Linked DNA regions of Zea mays: all the other regions are linked to region 2. The links are chromatin contacts, called in public Hi-C maps. All regions are on one chromosome and are shown on one strand. The core of a region is the stretch at or near the end of the contact, and the rest is flanking DNA. Distances in the headings are between cores, read along the strand shown. Region 1 holds the start of LOC100284010 (early nodulin-like protein 1). Region 2 holds the start of LOC100284497 (h/ACA ribonucleoprotein complex subunit 3-like protein). Region 3 holds the start of LOC100278646. Region 4 holds the start of LOC100191507 (putative RAN GTPase activating family protein).

Region 1 (2,912 bases), core at 64-2,563, 280 kb before region 2:
TTTTAAAACGAAAGAATTTAATATAAAGGATTTTGCCAAAAACTGAAGGAAGACAGATGCAACAGGGATGCTCCTACTACAATATCTGATGCAAAGAACTACAGCTTGTGACGACGGTTTCCACCATGGGTTGGTGTTAATGTTGATGAACCATGTGATATTCGGTATCCATATGCATATGTACGTACGGAAATATAATGGAATTCTCTGATACTAATTAAAAAAGAGGCCAGCAATTTAGCATCGTTGAGAACTACAAGGAAGAGCAGAAGCAGAAAACAACGAACTGAAGCACATCACATGTAGCTACTAAACAGCATACATACGGACATACGGTTACTGAGTTAAACAAATTGTTCGACACGACGACATTAATATAGTACCAATACTTCATAAGTCATCATGCATGAACCCAAAATAACATGGAAACTGAAAACTAGGCAACGGAACATTATCTAACAACAACTAGGTACTAGTGTGTGAGTACGTCTGCACTGCAGTACTAGCTGCGCACATAAAAGCAAAGTAGCAAACCAATCAGTGGAGCATCAAGCCCATACCAACAAGCGTAGCCATGGCGACGCCGGCGGCGGCAGCGATCGCTGCGTCAACAGCGGAGGAGGAGGCGCCGTCGGAGCACCCGGACGGCATCCCGGGGCGCGTCATCGTCGGAACTCCAGGGCCAGGCGCGGGCGCCGCGGCCAGGGCCGCCGGGTGCACCATGACGCGCACGATGAGCCTCTGGCCTTCCTCGCAGTGCCCTGGCTCGCCGCTGATGAAGCAGAAGAATCCCGGGCGGTGGAGGCGGAACTCGGTGGCGCCGCCGGCGAACGCGGCGAGCGGCGCGCTGGCGTTGCAGGCGTCGAAGGCCAGGCGGTTCACCACCAGCACCGAGTCGTCGTTCGCGTACTTGAAATCTGCGAGAGGAACGGAGGATGTCGAAATGGATCCGTGCGCGTCATGGTCGGATTGTTGTCGAAATGTGGGAGTTAGGCTACTGGTGCTCACAGAGGCGGTCGCCGACGTGGAAGCGGTTGTTCATGGCCCACCATCCGTAGCTGGTGTTGGCGTCCGGGACGCGCCACCCGCGCGGCCCGCCCACGCGGAACTCCAGCCCCGGCGGCGCGGCTGCCGCCTCCGCGGCGACGACGCCAGGGTCAGCGACGAGGAGGAAGGAAACGACGCCGGCGAGGGCCAGCGCGGAGAGAAGGCGGGAGCTTCCTGCCGCCGCTGCCGCCATGGATCTAGCGGTGCACTGCACTCACGGTGGGAGCTAGCTTCCTTCGCGCGTGGTGCGTTGCGTGGGGTGGAATGGGATGCAGGAAGCGGTGCGGCCACGTTTTAGAGGGGCTTGACGGGCTCGTACGGTGGTATGACCATGCAGGCCTGCTGCGTCGCATCGCCGGTTGTAGTTTGACTGCGCGAGCGCTGTGTGTACTGGTGCCCTGGTGGGATGTGGGAACGTCCGAACGTCAGAACGTGCGTGTGTGGCGAGGACGTGGGCAACGACAACAAGGCAGGGGCGCGCGGCGCCGCGGCGGCAGTTCACGTCTGCATGGCACCATTGCATGGCGCCGCGGCGGCAGTTCACGAAATCGAAATACCACTGCAACTTCGTTCGGAACGTTATTTGTTGTCGTAAATATTCTATAATTCATTTTATGTCGCGTTCACGAACTTTTTTACCCATCCATGCATGCTATCGTCAGCCGCGCGTATGTGGCATAAAAGTTTAATAAGAAACATACATGTAATAATTTATTCCATGCACGGGCCGATCTCTGACATAGGCTGTCTGTAGCCCAGGTCGCGGCCCAGTAAAGTGAAGAGGCCGAATGCGTACGCGACCGCTCAGGCGCCTAGCTCCAGCCAGTCCCGTGAACATTCTCCCTCTAGCTAGTCCTCTACGGCTCTACCCTTAGCTACAGCCAGCAGCCCGCACCCTGCAGGCCACAGCGCCGCTCGCCCGGAGCTCCACCGCTGCCGCAGCCGCCCACCCGGACCCCCCCACACCTCGCAGCACCGCTCACCCGGAGGCCGCACCGTCGGAGCACCGCGCGAGCCCGCGACCACGTCGTTGTCCAGCCACCGCTCCGCCTTTTGTGAAGCAGACAAGCTGTGATTTGTGACCGTGCGAAACCCTAGTTGTGATTTGTGAAGCAGACAAGCAGTGAAGGTGAAACATGTGCTATTGTTTTCTTTGAGTTTGATTTAAAGTTTTGATTTGATTATTTATTTGATAGTAATCCCGTATTTATAGGATATGTTTGTAGATATTTAAGATGAAAAGATTTTGAAACATTTTCAAGGCTTAAGAACTCGGAAGATAAATTTAACTCGCAACATCAACTCATGGTATGTGCAAGATTATTGTATTTCTAGAATTCGTATCGACTTATTTTTGGACTATATATTTCTTGAATGTTTAAATTATATCTTAGTTCTTGTGTCATATTAAACATCAATTATATTTTTTGTTTGGTTTAAAAAATTTTACATCCTTAGCTTAGTAGCCCCCCTCTTGGATTAATCCTGGATCCGCCACTGATTTCATGCCCTGGCGATGACATAAAATAGTAAAAAGTTATATTCAAGTGGCATTGAAACATTTACGATGATAAAAATAATTAATGATTCTGTCCATTGGCTATGGGCCGGCAGCTGTGGGCGGTAATTGTACGTATACACACAACTTTAAGGTGTCGTTTGATTCATAAAAATATAATTTAAATGTTAATATTAATGGTTCGTATTCGAATACTGGCGGTAATAAGTTTGAATAAGTCAATATCCATTTCTAATATGGTATCAATTATGATTAGATTTAAACAACATAATTTAACGATATTGGTTACAATTATGTTACTAATATATGAACCAAACGGCACCTAATAAGTCCGACGGCGCTTAGC
Region 2 (2,838 bases), core at 197-2,696:
CTTCTGTTTGTCGGTGCACCGGACTGTCCGGTGACGCACCGGACAGTGAACAGTATGCGCACAGGACGCGGCACAGAATCTCCTGACTGGCTGATTTCCTTTTTTGTGGGGCACCGGACCGTCCGGTGCACCATATGACCGTAGGCGCTTGTCGACGTGGTAGGTAGTCGTTGCACGGTTGGAGCACCGGACTGTCCGGCGCCTCGCGTGGACTGTCCGGTGATTTATAGCCGACGTAGACAGGGAAAAACCCGAGAGCGAAGAGTTCCGCAGATCGTGCACCGGACTGTCCGGTGCTGCACTATCAGCACCTTTTTCTTCGTTTCTTTGTTTGTTTTCCTCTGACTCTTTTGGCCTTTACTAAGCTGAGTCTCTGGCACTTAGACAAGAGTGTTTAGCATATAAAACAATTTACAAAGTGTCAAGATATTACCTTTATTCTTTATTTGCATCTTTTTAATACTTGACACATATCACCTTTTAACAATATGTGTTGGCATCTAATCACCAAAATATTTATAAAAATGGCCCAGGGGCACTTTTCCCTTTCAGTTACTAAAAAGGGAATATCTCATTGGAAAAAACTCCTAATCTGAGTGGTGGCAATGTTTTGGTCTATTCGGTTGTGCCGCAATGATGTGGCCTTTAATTTTAAACCAATACCATCAATTTTGCAGGTTCTTTTCAGGGGACGTATTGGCTCAGACTTTGGATATTACTGCAGAAACAAAAAGCTCACCAAGAGATTCTTGTGGTATGTCAATCCTTAGAGACGGTGGCAATGGAGATCCTTGCAAAATATGGTTGGAGTTCTAATGTCAGATTAAAGGACGCTTGATTCGAGAACAAGTTCTTTTCAAGAATGTTCTTTTTTAATAATGAATGTTTTATTAATTTTCAAACTGTAATGCTCTATGTAGGAAACTACAAAAGGCTGGAACATTTTTTGTTTCCATTATCAAAAAAATATACTGTCGTTAAGATGATATCATAATTTTTATCTAATAAGTTCATAAAGCATACAATAATATCATCATATATTAAGAGGTTTTTTATATTTCGGATTATTCGGTCTATTCGGGTTCTCGAATCTATACCCCGAAATATAGCACGTATAGAAACTAAATCTGAACTCGAAAACCTAAATTGACCGACAATTCAGTTTATTTAGATTTAATTAGGATTCGGGTTTTAAAATGCTAGCCTCTAGCGGTAGCACGGACCTTAATGCTGCCAAGATTAATCCACTGCGTCTCTCAGGCGCTCCTGCGCAAGCCCAGAATGGATAGATACCAAATGAAGCAACCTGCACGTGCCACTAGCGATTTTTTTGCGGGCCGGCCCTGCCTGGTGGGCTTGCGGACAGGCCCGCGCCGCTAGCGTTGTGCGGAGTGCATACTGCAGAGCAACGCTCAAGTTCGCGAATCGCGAGTTGTGGCGACGGTAGAGGAAAAATAAGCCGTGGCCTCTCTTCCGTAAGCCCTAGCCCCTAGCCGCCAGTGTCGTGCATTCGTGCTGAGGCTCAACTGCTGATCCGTCTTCCAAGCTCTGGTGAGTCTCTCTCAAATATTCTTTGTCTCTGGTACAGTTGATATGAGCGTTGTAAGGCGGAGACATTGTAGGCGTGGGCTTGTGAAGTGGGATTCGATGGGGTTTGAGCATCTGTTCCATGGATCCTATTGGGGAGCTTTGTGCCGTTGCTTTGGTCTTGGCTGGCATCTTGCCGGCGTTGCACCGCGGCCTGCTGCAGCTGGCCTCTTGGCGGCTCTGATGCTCGCGGCGGCGCCGTTGTTGCGTATTCTTCTGTCTCTGCTTATATTGATTATTGAAAGCAAGCAAGGTTCACAACTGGCGTCCTTGTTTAAGCAAGGATGATTGTGCCAGTGGAGATTTCAGGGGCTCGTTAATGATCGGAAAATTCATGAAAGTTTCTATGCTGAGATTAGAGAAAGTTCATGAAAGTTCATGGACATTAAGAGAGTAGCAATTTGGGGATATTAGAAAACTTTTTATGTAGTTACGATCAATAAGGATGTGTTTGGTTGCTTGGCCCAGTCTGAGCCTGGCTCAGTGAGAGGACCAGGCTCAAGGGAGCCCGCATGTACAAAGAAAATCCAAAATGTTTGGTTGCCTGGTCAAAATGAACCAGACTCATATGACACATTGTTTGGTTCTCATTTTTTTAGCTTGGTTCAATTGGTTTGCCACCAGTTTTGATGTGTAAAATGCAGCTCTCGCCAAATTTCAAAATTGAACTAATTACAATCACCTAAATATGAACTAATTACAACAGATTTGAACTAAAAATATGATTACAACAGATTCCAGATGCTTTTCAGATTATAGCTCAAAAATATTCAGCAGATTATTTTTAGCTCATAAATATTCAGCAGGTTAGCTCAAAATCTCGCTGTGATTCTTGCAATCAGACTGAAGCGTTGAAATCCTACAGAAAATCACAAATTTAACCGCTTTCATTCAATAAAATTATTTGCACAAATCCGCTAATCAGGATGCAGGTTGAATTTGCAGTCTTCGTCGCTGTTGATCGACGACCACCCTTTGACCAATTCCTTGCAGAGACCTCTGAAAAGGCACCAGCAATCCCCAAATCAGAAATGAACTCGCGCTGGTAAATATTCAGCAGGTTACCGGCTGGTTCGCGGGCACGGATACGACGCCCCGCGCGCTCGCGAATGCTCGAACATGACATGACCTGCTGACAGATGCACAGCAGCACGAGACCAGCCCGAGGTGCGAGCGGAAGCAAGAGGATCGAAGAGAGAGAGGAGAGAAAGGGGGTACTTGCATGATGTGAGGCGACATCTCCGGGAGCGG
Region 3 (2,952 bases), core at 447-2,946, 470 kb before region 2:
CTGCTTGAGCGAAGACCATCCAGAAAAAGAAACATGGAATGGCATGAAAATGGAAGTGGCTCTACCCGGAAATGCTGTTCAACAATTTTGTAATAATATACTAAAAAACATCAAAGCAGGTATTGTAGGTGTGTAAGCTCACTGTATGCGCCACAACTTATGATCAGTGGCAATAATACATGTTTAAAGCCACGTCAATTTATTTTAATTTGATCTTAGCATCCACTCAATTCTGATTTCTGAATAAAACTTCAAGAAGCAAATGAAGCTGGGGTTGACGGATTCCAATCCATTGACTCAGAACAAAAAGTTGTGGATGAAGCTTGTTACCAAAAGCCTTTCAATACCAAGGAATAACAGCAATTGTTAAACACTATGATACAGCCTAACAGAAGCCAGGACAGATTTCCAATGTTTAATGTTGGCGTTGTAAGTGTTTTTTTATTAATAAGCTGAAAAAACAGTGCAGCGAGTTTTGTTGTGTCCTGACTCCTGAGCTCAATTCATAACCCTGCATGGTGATGCTTATGGCAATTAGAACTAGGCATGCACTCCCAATTTTGTTATCTCCCAAGCTCAATTCAAACCCTACTATCAGTGACTGTTATGCTACTTGGAAACAATGGTGATGCTTATGGCAACTAGAACTAGGCATGCTCTCAGTTTTGAGCTCTGAACCAAATTTCTAGTAGACAGTGTAACTATGCAAATTCTGATTTGATGAATGATGAAAAAGTTTCTGTGAAGCAGATTTAAAACTACCCTGCAATACCAAATTTGCATACTGATGCAATGCTTCCAAAAAAATGTGCCTATGCTAATGTGATATTTCCACTTCGACACCAAATAATCAAGCATCTATGAATTGTCATCACTAGCCGGTTAAATTGATGACAAATGGAAACTTTCAACACAATATGTTAACTAACCACAAATTCTATAAAGCAAATAACTCACAGCCTACACAATTCGACAAACAGATATAGGCATTTAACAACCTATAACAAGTCATCGAGTAACAGAGACAGAATGATAACAAAGGAAGGTTCATTAGATCATACAGATGGAGCCAAAATAACAACAAAGACGCGGAAGAACACATGCACAGTGATCCACGAACCATGGGGCACAAAGGTACTTATATTGATCCCTGTGCATGTGCATCCACGAACCATAGGCCACAAAGGTAATGTTGATCCCTAAACATCTTCAGATTGCCCAAACGAGTCTGAATCGATGCGCTAATTAAGAGACCCCATCACGGTATCGACATAACACGATTCGCGATCCACGAACAACATCCGTTACCGAACCGGGCGGCAGTTCCCTCAGGCGAGGTCGTCGTCGTCGAAATCGGCGCCGTCGAAGCTGTTGAAGAACCCGGAAAAGGGGAGGGGCCCGCGGGCATCGCCAGCGCCGCCGCGGGCCGCGCGGTGCGGGGCGAAGAACATCTCGCCTTCCCCGTCCTCCTCGTCGAGGAACCCGGCCCCCGCAGCGCTGAGCGGCGAGTCGTCGATGTCCATGAGCGTCGAGATGGCGTCGTCCTCCATGGAGTGGGCGGCGGGGAAGTGACTAGGGTTCTGGCCGTGGTGCGGGGGCGGTTGGTGGCGAGGGTGGAGCTGGTGTTGGGCGGTCTGGGGTTAGCTGATATTTCCGGGTAGGGTAATTCAGGTAATTAGAAATTTGAGTAATAAAATTATGATTCGAAATATCTTCAGGAACTTGAAGCACAGCCTTAAAGGGAGAAAATGCAGACGAGATCTCTCGTTCGTTCAGCTAGCAGCAACTACAGGCCGAACCACAAGACAAACGAGAAATATGGAATTATGCCATTATGGAACGTGGGATTCGCCCGAATGCCATTATGTGCAAGAGCTTCGCTAGTGCACCATCCTCACACGTTGTTTACCGACAAAATGCCATTTATCACCTATTCGATGCATAAACAGAGGAGAGGGCACTTGCTTGGACCTTTTTGCCCCTGCTCCAAATCAAGACGTGGCTGACACCTTTGCTAGCATCTCACATTCGCTGGACCCGTTCACTCCTCCCGTTCCTCAACGGCGGCGGGAGCCGCTGCTGCGATTCCTTCGGCCGCTCCTCCCGTTCACTCTGCTCCTCCCCTGCCGCCGCTTAGATTGGTGCTCCTCCGTCGCCCTCGCTCGGTATTTCGCCACCGCCGTTGTGCTCAGAAGTCTGCCGCCGCCGTTCAGATTGCTCCTCCTCCGTCGGCAGTGGAGTCTCCATCCCAAGACAGCAACGCAACACAGTATAGGTGAGTAGATCCAGGACATCGCTGCTGCCCAGTAATTTATTCTTGCATTTTTTTTCAATCAGTTCAACAAATTACAGTACATCTCTGTAACCCTAGGTTACAGTGAAATCTCGCGTGCAGTTGGGGACAGTGGCTAGATGGAGTATAGTTGGAATGATTGTATGTACGGGTATGCTTCTACATGTACTAACTTTTTTTTGGAATCGAGCTGAGTGGAGAATAGAGCAGTGTAATTTCCCTAACCTTGTCCCCTTTGAATCCATTTTATATTTTATATTTTCAGCCTTGATGATGAGACCCCGCTTAGCTTAGCAATGGTAGTATATCCTGGTTCTCACTCTGAAGCTGTTATTGACTGGGATGCCCTACAAATTGTTGAGAACCAAGATGAGAAAGGTAGGATAGAAATCGTTGACGATGACAAAATGTATGAGTTGATTGGGTTGAGAGCTGAGGATGAAGCTGCTGAGAAGGTGGCTGAAGCTTTTAAGAGACATGATAATGGACCTACTAGTTATTGTGAAGATGAAACTCTTGGAGCAGCCATCCCTGTTACTGATGAAATTCCAGGAGAAAGGGTGATGGTGCATGACCCAGACAATCCTTGTATGGATATTGGAACAGTGTACTCCAGCATGCGTGAGTTCAGGCTAGCTGTGAGACAGTTCGCTATCAAC
Region 4 (2,916 bases), core at 71-2,570, 420 kb after region 2:
CCTCCAGTTCTGCAGTAGTCCTTGGGCCTTTTTTCAGAACTTCCAACATCATCTTGCTCGTTTCCTTTGCATATAGCTGGACAGCAGAACTCCCATCACCATCTGGCTCCTCTCTGAAATGCTCATCAGCCAAGGCAAAGCAAAGTTCTTCAATCGTTTTTGCATTCTCATGAGCCTCTTGCTTTCCCAAAAGGCGATATTTGCGAGAGAAAATGGACTCTGTGGACAGATTGTTTGTCATCCTGTCAACAAGCATGATCCGTGTGCTTTCACTTGGTGGCCACAACTTTATAGAGAATGTCCTGGGTTGGAAATCTTGTGCTGAATCCATGTGACAACCTTGGACTTCACACAGCAACCTGTAATAGTAGAACATGATTTACTAGCCTTGCCTTGATAACATAAGATATCACAGCAAAAAAAACAACAATAACCCAACAATATGAACCAATTAAATTGTATCTTCCGGTCTCTTGGGGGAACAAAACATTAGTACAATGGTAACAGAAAAAAAAAACTAAGTATGCTGACGACTAAAGTCTACCACTAAAATACTAACATTGATTATTTGATTCACTAAACAAAGATATAGGCCGAGAGCCATTTCACAAGTTTTTTTTATTATAACCTTCTATATAGGAATGCAACACATCATCTACTCTGATTAGCATGTATAGGATTTGGCGAGTTCAAACAAAAGAAGAAGAAGAAAACTCTTATGCTACTGTCACAGGTTCATGGGGCTTCAACTGCTAATCTAGATGTTTGACATACATTGCTTGAAACGTCAATAAGCTACAAAAGCATATAAGTTCTCAATTTACTAATCCGAATATTCTACATACATTGCTTGAAACATCAATGAGTTGCACCAGCAAAGCTCACGATGTCACTGCTCAACTGAACCCATCAGACTAGCAGGGGTGAATGCAGTAAAGTACATAGGTGTGCAGCCAATAATTGTGGCAAAAAATTCGAAGTTAATAGACAGAATACATGTATTTACATGTATACACTTCTAATTTGATAGTTAGGGTTTGGATGCTCAGCTTCGCACAGCAGGAACGGAAGAGAAGGGTGGTCGTACCAGGCGGAGCTTGTCGACGACGAAGAGCCCGCAGGAGACCTGGCGAACGGACCGACGGAGACCGGGGCACAAGGGCAGCGGCAGCGGCAGCGGCAGCGGCAGCGGTCGCCCAGTCGTCGCCACGAGGGAGAGAGAGAGCGCGCACTGCTGTCTGCTGGAACGGTAGAGATCCAGCTCGAGACCTTCTGGCTGTGGGTTGTGGCCGAGCCGCTGTGGGGAGCGAAATGCGTTGTTAGGGTTTGGTTTGGTGGTCGGTGGCTGCTGCTATTTCGTGCGTGGGTAGTTGGGCCACTTGGGTGTACGGGATGGGCTGGTTGCATTGCAGGCTTGCAGCTCACCGGGAAAGATAAAAGGTCCATTTTACCTCGTTAAGATAATTTCTTTTCTGTCTTTTTAAAGATAATTTCGTTTCAAACCGTTTAGATAAAATCTTTTCAAACCCTACTCATGGCATGATGGCTCAGGGGGAGGGAAAACACAGCAGGTACACCAATCTTCTAGACAACGTTGACCATTTTACGATTATGGCCAACGTTTCACTTCGGTGCAAGAGGTATAACGTCTTATCTGTCTCTCTTATTGCTCTAAATAAAAACTTTAGATATATTATTTTTATTGTCAAAGAACGGAGACAGCTTAGAACCCTAAGCATCAATTTATTATTAGGAACTCAGAGTCGCTTGGCCGACGTGGGATTGTTATATTATATCTGTGATAGCTGTTGTTTCAGGTTATTTATTTGTGTGTGCGAATTTTTACTGCAGCTTGTCGGCTCTCCGGCGTCAGAATAATGCGGTGTCACCTCTTACTTACAGGGGATAGAATAGTTCACAATGAGCCGAAAAGAGGTATGAATAGTCTTTTTTTTCTCTAAAAAACATTTTTTTAGAAAAGAGAATAAATAACTTATTCCAGTCGCTGCATGTAAATATATATTCATGAAGCTGTCCAATATACAACATTTATCAAAGATCCTCACAACAGCACAACCTAACTCCAAAACCAAGATATAGATAAAAACACAATCCACTATAATGTAATCCTTTTAGAAAAGTTTCATCTATTGGTAGTGAAAATCTGCATCATGGTCGTTTAAAGCAGACGACATCCTAGCTTTACTTGTGATTCATCTTCTTTTTTTAGCGTATTGCCTACTGTCTCATCCAGTATGTTTCCCTGAAGACTACTTGTAATAGAGTAGGCACTTGTGCATTGTTAAAAATAATATCATTTCTATATACCCAAACCGCCCAACAAAAGATACAGGTTCCAAACCAAATTTTGTTCCTAAGGGTTCCCCTCTACCCCTTCAAGCCACAGTCCAAATATATGATGAATACTTCTAGGTGGTAAGATATTAAAGGAAACTTGAACACATCGTCATACACACCTAGCAATATAGCAATCGAAAAAAAGGTGTTGAATGGACTCATCTAAAATACATGCAACACACTTTAAACTTCCTTTCCATTGCTTTTTTGTGAGGTTGTCTTTGGTAGAGCTATCTTATTTATGAGATACCAGATAAAACATTTATCTTTAGAGGAATCCTAAGTTTCCATATGGAATGCCTTCTAGGGGCAACCTGCGACATTATGAGAGCTCTATACATCGACCGAACTGTGAACTGTTGAAAGGGAAATGTGCCCTTAGGCCATTTCTAAGTATTTTGGTGATTAAGTGTCCAACACAAATGGTTATGTGTTAAACTATGACAAATGGTGGACAAAGTGCAAATCAATACAAAGGTATGATTCTAGACTTAGTACATTGGTTTTTGTGTACTAACATATTTGTCTAAGTGCTAGAATCAGAGAAAGAAACAAATG

The links. Hi-C and Micro-C count contacts between places; a contact is called where the count stands out from the background.
Region 1: a contact with region 2 is called in a Hi-C map of tassel, with 4 times the contacts expected there. The contact joins the promoter of LOC100284010 here to the promoter of LOC100284497 in region 2. A contact is called at or near these places in 3 of 25 Hi-C or Micro-C datasets (ear, leaf and tassel).
Region 3: a Hi-C map of ear shows a contact between it and region 2, with 3 times the contacts expected there. The contact joins the promoter of LOC100278646 here to the promoter of LOC100284497 in region 2. A contact is called at or near these places in 2 of 25 Hi-C or Micro-C datasets (ear and tassel).
Region 4: a Hi-C map of tassel shows a contact between it and region 2, with 3 times the contacts expected there. The contact joins the promoter of LOC100191507 here to the promoter of LOC100284497 in region 2. A contact is called at or near these places in 2 of 25 Hi-C or Micro-C datasets (ear and tassel).

Annotation. Positions count from the first base shown.
Region 1 is chr4:146,201,543-146,204,454 of Zm-B73-REFERENCE-NAM-5.0, reverse strand. It overlaps LOC100284010 (early nodulin-like protein 1), which reads right to left and starts at 1,313. Exons shown (of 2, transcript NM_001156908.2): 1 at 1,009-1,313; 2 at 344-917. The coding sequence starts at 1,240. The coding sequence ends at 538.
Region 2 is chr4:145,922,903-145,925,740 of Zm-B73-REFERENCE-NAM-5.0, reverse strand. It overlaps LOC100284497 (h/ACA ribonucleoprotein complex subunit 3-like protein), which reads left to right and starts at 1,446. Exons shown (of 4, transcript NM_001370655.1): 1 at 1,446-1,551.
Region 3 is chr4:146,389,975-146,392,926 of Zm-B73-REFERENCE-NAM-5.0, reverse strand. It overlaps LOC100278646, which reads right to left and starts at 1,696. Exons shown (of 1, transcript NM_001364472.1): 1 at 1,034-1,696. The coding sequence starts at 1,550. The coding sequence ends at 1,329.
Region 4 is chr4:145,504,124-145,507,039 of Zm-B73-REFERENCE-NAM-5.0, reverse strand. It overlaps LOC100191507 (putative RAN GTPase activating family protein), which reads right to left and starts at 1,320. Exons shown (of 2, transcript NM_001136939.1): 1 at 1,088-1,320; 2 at 1-359. The coding sequence starts at 331.